2 separate regions of the Gossypium hirsutum genome follow, and region 2 is linked to region 1. The links are chromatin contacts, called in public Hi-C maps. All regions are on one chromosome and are shown on one strand. Each heading gives the region's core, a stretch centred on a gene start, on an enhancer-like site or on the middle of the called end of the contact. The rest is flanking DNA. Distances are from core to core; before and after follow the strand shown.

What was found. Hi-C and Micro-C count contacts between places; a contact is called where the count stands out from the background.
Region 2: a contact with region 1 is called in a Hi-C map of leaf, with 2.9 times the contacts expected there. The contact joins the promoter of LOC121211372 here to the promoter of LOC107925663 in region 1. A contact is called at or near these places in 2 of 34 Hi-C or Micro-C datasets (both in leaf).

What each region holds. Positions count from the first base shown.
Region 1 is chrA12:17,327,502-17,333,476 of Gossypium_hirsutum_v2.1, forward strand. It overlaps LOC107925663, which reads left to right and starts at 4,710. Exons shown (of 12, transcript XM_016856376.2): 1 at 4,710-5,458; 2 at 5,544-5,628. The coding sequence starts at 5,546.
Region 2 is chrA12:17,752,628-17,758,307 of Gossypium_hirsutum_v2.1, forward strand. LOC121211372 reads right to left here and starts at 1,716. Exons shown (of 2, transcript XM_041084128.1): 1 at 1,472-1,716; 2 at 449-944. The coding sequence starts at 1,716. The coding sequence ends at 449. LOC107933023 (dof zinc finger protein DOF3.4) reads left to right here and starts at 4,567. Exons shown (of 1, transcript XM_016865162.2): 1 at 4,567-5,680. The coding sequence starts at 5,396.

The sequences.
Region 1 (5,975 bases), core at 3,460-5,959:
CGAATTTGTGGTCACAAAACCACTATTCAAATTAGGCCCTAATTCGGGTTATCACAGATCCACTAGCAAGATGAGTCTGCACCATTGCCTCCAAGCTACAAGGACCTTTGATGTCGAATAAGTCATATCTCACGGGATCAACCGAAGTACAAAATCGATACTTAATAGACAAAACTTTCATTGGCAATATTCCAAAGATTTTACGCCTAATTCTTGTACGAAGTTCTGTCAAATCTATGTTCTGGTTAAAAACCAGTCGCGTTGTGTTCTTAGATAAAAAAACAACGCCGTTCTCGGTGTCACGGACCTCGCCATCATAGTAAATAACAGCACTAATAAGCTCACTCATCTTCAGTTTCTATTTTACTCTAGTCTCAATTTCTCTGGCTGTAACTTATGCAACCTGAGAATGAAATTTGTCTCATTTATAGTCTAAGGCTTTTTTAGATACTACTGTAGCAAAAGAGCGTCCACACAGGAGCTTTTTTCCATAATTTTGCTGACAGTGCATCCTTTTTGAAGCGTTTTGGACACTATTTGTTTAGAAACATCTTATCAAAATTATTTTTTCAGATACTACTGTAGCAAAAGAGCGTCCACGTAGGAGTTTTTTTCCATAATTTTACTGACAGTGTATCATTCTTGAAACGTTTTTGACACTATTTATTTAGAAACATCTTCTCAAAATTATTTTTTCAGATACTACTATAGCAAAAGAGCGTCCACGTGGGAGCTTTTTTGGTAATTAATAGTTAATTTAATTAATAAACCCTAAACCTTAATTTAATTAATTTTTTTAATTGCATAGTTAATTTAATTAATTAACTCTCAACTCTAATTTAATTAAAATTCCCCTTAAAAAACACTAAAACCCTAAAAACCCCAAACCATTAAACTTTAATCCTAAAAAAAGGGGGCAAAACGCTATGAGGGCGAGCTTTGTGCTGACGTGGACAAAACGCTCCCCCAAGGAAGCGTTTTGCTGACACGTCCCCTGACTTCGCGTTGACGTGGACATGCTTTCCGAGAAAATGGCCCTTTTTGGTAAATAATAAAAAAGTAGGGCCTTTTCGGTAAATAATGATATAAAAGGGTTTTTTTAGTAAATTTCCCTATAAAATACTATATTAATAATATTAAAATTAAAAATAATTAATCTTTTAAAAATCAATATTTACTTTTATCAAACTACATAATTATATTCAATCCTTATATTTACTAATTTACCAAAAAAATTTACGAATATAAATTCAACATTTATAGAATTTAGTAATAAAGATCCAGTACTTTAATTTTTAGCACTTAAATTTTAAGTTTATCAAACACATCCAACTTCAAATGTCACATGTTTTGCATGTGATTTCACGTCTTTAATATTTAATTAGTTTTTTTAATATTTTTTATTTTTAATTTTAGTATTTAGCATAAAATAATAGTTCTTATTTGAATTATTAAATATAATTAAAATATATGAACTTATCAAATTAAATATTATTATAAAAAATTTCAAATAATAATTAAAGCATTTTTAACATATTTAACATACAATATAGTTTTACTTTATGTAATTAATGCAAAATGAAATTATTCAAAATAATAATTAATTAAAATCATTAAATTGAATATTAATTAAATGATAATTAATATCCTTAAAATTCTATGTAAGTAAGAACTCTATTTCACATCAATAAAATTATAACAACTTGTTAAATAAATTATATACAAATTTTAGTGATTATTGTAATTTGTTAATGATTATTTTTTATTTTTATCTTCTACTTTTTTTTAATCACAAATGGGTTATTTTTGTATAGATATTAAGTTTAACATTGTTATAGTGCTAGCCATTGTTAATTCCTGGATCAACCTACTATCTGGTTAGGACCGACCCAACTTTTCTTTCTTCAATAAGTATAGAGCTCATTATCATGTAGTTCGCTTGCATGGTTCGCCTATGCACTTTGCCACTGTGCAGGCGAATTCATGTCTGGAGAACACGTGTTAATTCTAAGAGAAGGTACATGTTAACATGCATAAAACTTATTTGATCTTAATACGTCACATTAAAAAACCGTTTCTTATAAATATGGAAATACGTCCTTGAAGAAATTAATACTCAACAAATATCCAAGAAATTGTTGGTTCCATTGTTAAAATGGAGTTTTGTTGGAAGAGATACCCTTTTTGCTGATTATGACTGGCATTGGCTCCATTGTCCTAATGTATTTGGACACTACCTTTTTTTTTTTTTTTCCTTTTCACTACAGTGGGGGATCCGCAGCTTCGAAATAGGGTGAGGGTTATAAACGTATTGAACAAACCAAGTAATTTTCATTTTCCTACAAACTGTTTCCCGATTTATTTCCACTCTAATTCCTTGAAATTTCATCCATCTTTCTAATTTGTCTTCATTCATCACTTCACTTGAATATTATACCCAAAGATTCCTTGAGATTTGCAAATTTTCTGCAACTCTGAGTCTGATCTATGGATTAGAAAAAAATCCAGTTGATCCATAATATGAAGTATGTCTGTGAGTTTGATTACAAAATTCAGATTCTCTTCAACTTATTTCAAAACCAAAATATAATTTTATTGGTAGTTTTCGTGACATGGAAGCAAACCATCTGGCTTGCACACAAATGTAATGTAGGAGGTGGTTTCATTTGTTTATTACTTGTTTCGGCTGCAACAATTTCAACCCTTTGCTGTTACAGGTAGCTCCATCATATCACATCACCACTTACCAAAGCTACAGTAATTTTTTTATGTTTCTTAAAATATTCATCGATAATGGAGATAGCAAAAGAGAAAACATCAGTAATAGTATTATAGAACCCTCTACAGATTGCATTTTATCTTTTTCTTTTATTAAAAATTGATAATTTCTTTTATATTTTAAAAAATTAGTTTATAATGATCCGAGGCATGCTAGGTGTATTTATTGTTGACAGAAAAGGATAGTTTTTAATATTAAATATTGATAAATTTTTAAAAAATAATTAATTATTTTTTATCTAATATACAATGAGTAATTTATCTATTTTTAAATATAAAAATTAAAATATAATTTAATTTTTAATATAAAAATTTAACATACTCATAATTTATCTATTTTTTAAATATAAAAATTAAAATATAATTTAATTTTTAATATAAAAATTTAACATACTCATATTCAATACTCACTATAATAAAATCGCTTTCATAAACAACCAGCAGCAACTAACAAAAATACCCAAAATTTTCCCTTAATCTAGCAATCCTTAATCCTGAAGTTTAATCATATTAAAACGTCATTTCTTTTTATTTTTCCTCCCAAAGCTACCTTGTTTGTTACATCCATTAGTTTATTATAGACAGGACTTTTGGATTTTTCTGCATTCTCATTATAAAAAAGCTGCCAAGTAAACAATTATTAATAGAAAGTTTTTCAATAAGCAAACTCTTTATTTATCTTCCTTGTTGCAGTGATTATTAAAAAAAAAAAAACCTTTTTTTCTCAGTAGTTGAGTATGGCGACAAAAAGAGAGACCTGGCCACCTTACAACACGCACAACCTTACTTTATTATTTTTACTTTTTTCTATTGATATTATAGAAGGTCAAAGCTCCTTAATCATATATGTGTGTGCATATGTACATATATTTTATTGATTATTTTAATTATGTGGATTCTATGACAAATGTTAGTCTCTTTGATACTGCAAGACAATATGGGTATCTGGTTAGGAACCTATTTTGTCCTAAAAGAAAGAAGATTTAGACAAAGAGAAACCCCACAAAACCCTCATATTCCTTTAGGCATCCAATGTTTTACCTTTCATCCCTTTTGAGGTTCAGAGGCTACTTTTTTTTTTAAAACTTTTTATGCCTGTGTTAGAAACTTACATTTGGACATAATTGAAGTCCTTGATTAGTGTTCATAATCCGTTATTTTTGGAAGCACTTGCTTTTCAGAAGAACTGAGACTGTTAACGATTTATTGGATATTATATGGACTGCCTGTTTGATAATATATTAATGAAATTTGGGGGGGGGGGTTTGCCAGATACCCCAAATTATTTGCTACAGCATTGTTTGTACAAGATTAGTTGAAAAACCAACTCAGATACCAGATTTGGTTGTAGATTAGGGGAACTCATGGCCTTTGGGTTGAAATAATTCAACAAATAATCAAACTAACCATCATTTCACCTATATTAAACAACCATTTTAATACTGTAAATGATGATTTTGTTAAATGTCCAGTTGCCAATCATGAGACAGAAACTTTTGTCATGTGTATGTACACATGTGATAGGGTGGTGTTCACATTTGTGTCAAACAAGTAGGTGAATAGAATGCACCAAGATCAAGTTAAGTGCTGAGCTAACTTCATGGCTACAGTAAAGTTGGAGGGGGACCTTCTTTTGTTCTTTTCAGATTGGTGGAGAAAAAAGATGTACATGTTAGCTAAGACAAGAATTTCAGGTGGCCAGATTTCTGTACCTCTCCAGTTTTGGCTTATTACTAAATGAAATCAATGGAAATTAAATAATACTTTGGTAATTAAAAGAAAATTTAATGGCTACCCATGTCTCTAATACTAATCCTATGTCTAACATACATGAAACTGAATGGATTGTAGAATCACACAAAGTGATACATAGTAATTAGTACAGGATGAGACAGGGAAGGAGGGATGGTCACCAACTCCCACTTGCTCTTCAACAATGGAAGGGAAAAAAGAAATTAGAAATTGACTAATGGAGGTATCAATAAATATATGATTGTGAGGGCTAAAATATTCTTTTCTCTAAGCTCTAAATAGTTGTAGGTATTATTTATCTTTCTTCAATTTGTCTACTTTAAGATCTCTGGTAGTCGGTTGATTGAAGAACAGTGACTACTTTTGGACATTTGACAATTGACGTTAAAGGGGGGATAATGTCAAAAAAACAAAGCTTGAGTTGTGTTGTGTTGGGGGTATACCTATGCCAACTTTCCTCTTCCCTTGAAGCCCACGAGCTGGTTTTACATCTTTTAATGTAAAGAAAAAGAAAGAAAGAGAGCCTCCTTAATTTACAAAAGCTAACTGGTTTCTTGAGTGAGTGAAAATTGAGCAACTTAAGAAAAAAGAGAAAGAAACGCTGGTCAAAAGCCAACAAAGTCTCATTTTTCCTTATCCGTATTTGTGGGTTTTATGCAAAAGCATATTTCAGACTTCTGCTAATTTTCAGACTGGTGTTTTTTATCAGCAAAATGATCACTTTCTGCATTGTGGGTAGTTCCTTGAAGTCCCAGTACACTTGAAAATGCAAGAAGACAAGTTTAGTTTTGGAGTGTAATCAAGGGTCTCTAAGAACCCCCATTTGTTCTTTCTCTTCTCTCAAATTGTGTGTAGTGCACTCTGCTGGTTCATCTTCCTCAGTAACCCCCTGGTGTTCCCCTTGTTTTTTTCTTTTAGAGCCTAACTGGTAAAAGCCTTGATACATTTTCATCTGTCTTTTGGTTTTTCTGCTCAGATATAACGCAATTTATCTCTGATGCTATTTTTCTCAGTGATGGGGTTTCAACTTCAAGGCAGTGGAGAAAGTGAAATGTTGGGGTTGAAAGTGACATCTTCAAGGCATAAGCGTTCCAAGAGGTGACCCTTCAAAAAAAAGACTTTTGTTTGTTTGGGATCACCTTTCTTGTAAAATGTTAAGCTTTTTGTCTAACAGGAACGAGTTCTGAAATGGGGTTTGCTTAAAGAAAAACTGGGAACTTTAAGCATTTACAGAAGTAGAAAACCTTAAAGGCACAATTGGCTATTAATTTGGCTCTATGTCCATACCCCCTACTTTTGGTTGTTCATTAAATGCATTCAGGGGTCCAAATGGAGTTTGAAAATTAGCTTCTGTCATTAAATGTTTCTTTTCTTTGCTAAAGATTTTTTGTTTGTTCTTTATTTTATAAGTATCGCTTGTAATTAATAAGTCAGAGGTGAGTTAC
Region 2 (5,680 bases), core at 466-2,965, 420 kb after region 1:
TTGCGCCCCATCGCTTTGACTTAAGGGAATGTAAAATCTCATAGGCAATCAGAGAGCCATCTATTTAGAATAAAGGCTCCTTGTGCCTCTTTTATGCATACATTTAGTAACCCACTCATTCTATTCACTATAGACTTGGCAATTATTTTGAACAACACATTGCGTACACTAATAGGTCTAAATTGAGTAATGTCTTTCGGGTTTCTAACCTCGGGAATCAGGACGATATATGTGCAGTTAATCTCCTTCACAACAATGTCTCCACGAATAATGCTTAGACAAAATGAGGAAACCTCAGGACCCACAGTGCTCCAATGGGGTTGATAGAAAAGTGTAGGGAAACCATCTAGGCCAGAAGCTTTCAGAGGCACCATATCTTTCATTGCCACCTATATTTCTTCCATAGTAAATACCTGCAATAACTTTTCGTTCATGTCATTTGTTATACTCATTCGAACATTCTTATTTGTGATAGTGTAGGGAAACCATCAAGGCCAAAAGCTTTCAGAGGCACCATATCTTTCACTGCCACTCGTATTTCCTCCATAGTAAATACCTGCAATAACTTTTCGTTCATGTCATTTGTGATACTCATTCGAACATTCTCAAATATTACAGTCGAATTGTCCTTATCTGAAGTAGTAAAAACGTTCTTGAAATATCCAGAAATAGTCGCCTCAATACCTTTCTCGTCCTCAACCCATTCACCAATATCATTCATTAGGCCTTTAATAAGATTAAATTTCCTTTTTGCTGTAGTGGAACCATGGAAGAACTTTGAATTATGGTCCCTGTACTTCAACCAATTGATACGCGCATGTTGCTTCCAATACCTTTCTTCTTTATCCGCCTCTAAATTTAATTGTAAACGGATGTCTGTCAGCTCAAGAAGAGTGTCATCCTTGGGTTCTTCTGAAACTAACAAATCTAATGTGTCTTCTACACTTTTTTCTTGGCCTTTCAGTCAATCTTTAGTTGGGAACTTCACTCCATGAGTTGGCAACCCAACTTGTTTAATTTGATAGGAAGGGGGTCGGCATTCAAATCCCAAAATTCTTTGACCACATTCTCACAGTCTCCCTCCAAGCACCAATTGGCATCAAATTTAAATCTTCTTTGGCCTTTTCTTCTATTACCAACTTTCGAACCCACGAATTTTACATAAATCAGACAATGATTGGATATTGAGTGCGAAAGGTGATTAATTGCGAAATTTGAAAAAAGATTCCACTAACTAGAATTCACAACTGCCCGATCAAGACATTCCCTAATATTTTTAGCCTCAAATTTTTCTCGTTCCCCATGTGTACCATCTCCCATCTTGACCCAAATCATGAAGGTCACAATCCAGAAGTGCAGATTGAAAGTCTTGCATGTCTCTCCCCTCGAACACGTTCACCTGATTTTTCAAAGGAGTAGGTAATTTCGTTGAAATCCCCTACCACCAACCATGGGAGAGATTGATCAGTACCCGGTCTCTGAAGAAAATTCCAAGGATAGCTGATGTCGCCCCTCAGGATGACCATAAAATCCCGTTAGGCGCCATTTAATATCACTACTTTCTTCGTACACCTCAACATCTACATGGTGATTAGAAAAACTACGCAAGGTTACCTTCATATTTGTTGTCCATCCTAAAGACAACTCCCCTTTAGACCCGTTTGCTCCTATATCAATCCCATGGCTATAGCCCCAATATCTTTGAATATTCTCCATCCTGTGAACATTGAATTTTATTTCCATGAGAAATGAAATTGGGGGACGAACAACTCTCAATTTATTTCTAAGCCAATTAACAGTCTGTGGGTTCCCTAGCGTGCTAATTAGCAGAATTAAAAGGATTTTTGGATATGTTTTATATATTTTATTATTTTTAAACATTAATATGAATTTTTAGGGGAATCAATCTTGTATTTGGAACTTTTTTTTTGAAATAGATTCTTAATCCGACTTGACTCATAACCTTTAAATGCATTGATAGTGTATATTTATGTGCATTATTAATTAACTATACGAAGCGACCTTAAGAAAAACTTATACAAAGCCACATCAAATGAAATAAAGTAAATTTAATTAAAAGTTTTTGACAATGTATCATCATTTAATGCATAGAATTAAGTTAAATTAAAGAGATATGCTCTTTTTTTAAAAAAATATATTTGGAAGAAAACGCAGTTTTTGGAGAGAAAGTGAGTGAAAACATGTTTTACTGAAGATTAATAATTTAGTTTTATTGATTAGATGGGTAAATGTTAGTACTTTTATCCTTTAAATCTTGAGTTTGATTTTTATCCTACTTATAGTTGTAATTTTTATTTTATGTTGTTTTAAGATTTTATTTTTATTTTTAATTAATATTTTTAATACATTAACTCTTTTAGTTAGATGGTTAGATAATTGTGATTTCATCCTTGAGTCTCAAGTTTGAATTCTCTTATAAATATTTTAATATGTATTTTTTATTTATTGTTTTTCAAACTTTTTATTTTTAATTACAGTTTATAAATTAATAAATATTTTTTTTCAAGTTTCTTATCTTTAATTATTAACTATTTTATTTATAAAATGAAATAAATTATTGCAAATATAATTATTTTTAGTACATATAACTTTTATATGTGTAATATTTATTTTCCAAGCCCTATCATGAGTGTAGTAAATTGACATATTATATATTTTTGTATGTATATTTAAAATGATTATTTGAAATATTTCACCTATAAAAATATTTTAATATCATACTCACAACGTAGATGAAAAAACAATGATATTTAAAATAATTACATGATTTTATAATATTAGAAATCACCATACTCATGATATAGGCGAATAAAATACATATTATATATATCTAAAGAATTAGTTGATATTTTTAAAAAATAATTATATCTTTATTATTTAATTTTATTAATAAAAGAGTTATTAATTTAAAATATAAAACTTGAAAATAATATATTTATTAATTATAAACATTAATTAAAAATAAAAAAAACTTAAAACAAAAATACATATTAAAATATTTATAAAAAAATCAAACTTGAGACTAAAAGATGAAATCATAACCATCTAATCAAAAGAACTAATATATTAAAAATATTAATTAAAAATACTAAAAATTTAAAATAATATGAAATAAAAAAAATTTAAACAAACATTAACATTTAACTATCTCATTAGTGAATGAAATTTCCTCTTAAAAAGTATCGGGTAAATATTCGTGCATCTTGATATAAAATTATAGCACCAAATAGGAGCCGTTGATTGGTGGTAGAGGGAGGAAGAAATAAAGAAGGTGAGGGCGAGAAATGCGGTACGGAGGAGGAATCTGATGCGGACATGACGCTTCCCAAATCAGAGGGGAGACCCAATAATTGCTCCCCACGCTGTCCCCCACTCTTTATTCTCTCTTCCCTTCTTCTACTGTCCCCACCCATCAATCCCTCTCAATCACGCTGCTCCATCTCTCCTTTACTCTTTTTCTTTTTAACTTCCTAAATATTTTACTATCTTTGCCATGCTTCTCTTTAGGATGATGGCGACACCACAAGTTTAATTTGGAATAGGGAGCTATTTTTATCACAAAAAAATAAATTTCCCTTAGCTACCTAAAAACTCACGTTCTGGATTCTTCATAAATGTATAATTTCTTATATATTTTTAAATTATGCTTTTTTAAGTTTAAAAAAAAAGTTTAAAATTTATTTTATCTTTTACTAAGTTTTTGTGGATTTTATTTTCAAGATAACATTGTTTCTGTAACTTAAGCTATAAAATTTTATTTTATTTTTAGACTTATAATTTACTAATTTGAAAGAAATTAAAAATCAAAATTGTTTCCGGAAAAACATAGGAAGGTATTCAAAACTAACTTAAAAGTTTGATGCAACATTTATCAAAATTCTATTTTATTTAATTAAAAATGCTACTATATTTTTTCCATTTTTCACCCAAATCACAATGAATAAAATATAAATATTGTTTATATAATTTAAGGGAAAATATAATAAATAGATTAAAAATTATATACTGTATCAATCATTGGAGTAGTCCTTCGACAATAATTTTCAATTACTAAAAATGTGTTACCTAAATTTAGATATTACAAATAAGCATGAGGTGCTACCTAAAATTAAGAGAAATTAGCTCATGAACTATTTCCTTCTTATCATTTATGATTTTTTTTAATTATTTAATAATATTTTAGTAATTTTTTTCATGTCATTAACATATAATTTTAGTAAAAAAATTTACCATCAACTTGAATCTCGAACCTTAAACCTTAAACTCTGAACTCAAATATTAAACTCAAAACATTAAATTTTAAACCCCAAATCTTAAGTGAGTTCAAAATTTTAAGTTGTAAGTTCAAGATCGAGGTTTAGTTTTAAGGTTCGGAGTTTAAGGTTCATGATAAAAAAATATCAAAATTATATATTAATGATATGAAAAAAATTATTAAAATATTATTTAAAAATTTAAAAAAGAGCCATGAATAATATAGTAGAAAGGATGTATAACTAAGGATGAAAGTTGGAAGCAAAAATCAATATTGAAGTGCAGCGTAATCCCTTCTCTTCCTTCTAATTAGATTTTGTATCGAAAAAGGAATCTAAGGTGAAGAGGAGGAATACATAAACCCTATTTTATATGTACACCCTTAAGCAGACATTGTTGAATATTGATAAAGTTCTGAGCTGTAGTTTTCATCTCTGCTGGAATGTCCCCTCAAAGCTTGAATATTTTTCTATCATAGGGGAGAAATTTGTTATTGCCTAGAATTTTAGTTGAACCCTATGTTTATACCATCCACATTCCAGGCCCTTGTTTCACACTGCTTCAATATTTACTTTAAAATACCACCATCATTAATGTCGTAGTTTTTGCGGACTGTAATGGGTACACTTAGAAGAACTACTAAATTGTCATCATCCACAAGTGCGACATCATTACACAAACCAAAATACAATACCAAATGGGACCCCCTTTATTTGACTGCTTATCCATCCGATGATTATCGGTTTACAAACGCCAAAATAGCTAAGAAAAATCCAAAAAGGAAACACAGCAACTTAAATCAGTGCAGTTAAACAACACAAAGCCGTATTCCTAGTTGATAGAGCCGACCCTAATCAGAACCCCCATTGTCTAGCCGACTGATCCATCTGTCGTGCCTAACAGAACACTGTAAAAGCCTGCTTTCTTCTCTCTCCATGTCTCATATAACCTTCAGAACTTGTTTTCACTGTCCACCAGATTCTCTTCTCTACCTCTCCTCCCATAAAATCCATCCCTTCTCTGTCCCTTAGCTCCATATAAGCCAAGCAACATAAGCAGCAAAGTCTTAAAACAAGGTGCCTACCACTATAGGTGAAGCCACTTTTGTTTTGGTCTGAAAATGCCATCAGAATCGGGAGATCAAAGCAGGCGTTTAAGCAAGGTCCTAAACCCGGGAGCCCCCCCACCAGAACAAGAGCAGCTACCTTGTCCACGTTGTGACTCCAATAATACTAAGTTCTGCTACTATAACAACTACAATTTTTCTCAGCCTCGTCATTTCTGCAAGTCCTGTCGTCGTTACTGGACTCATGGTGGTACCCTCAGGGACATCCCTGTTGGCGGTGGCACCAAGAAAAACGCTAAGCGTTCTCGCACCAACACCCATGCCACCGCAACTACTCAT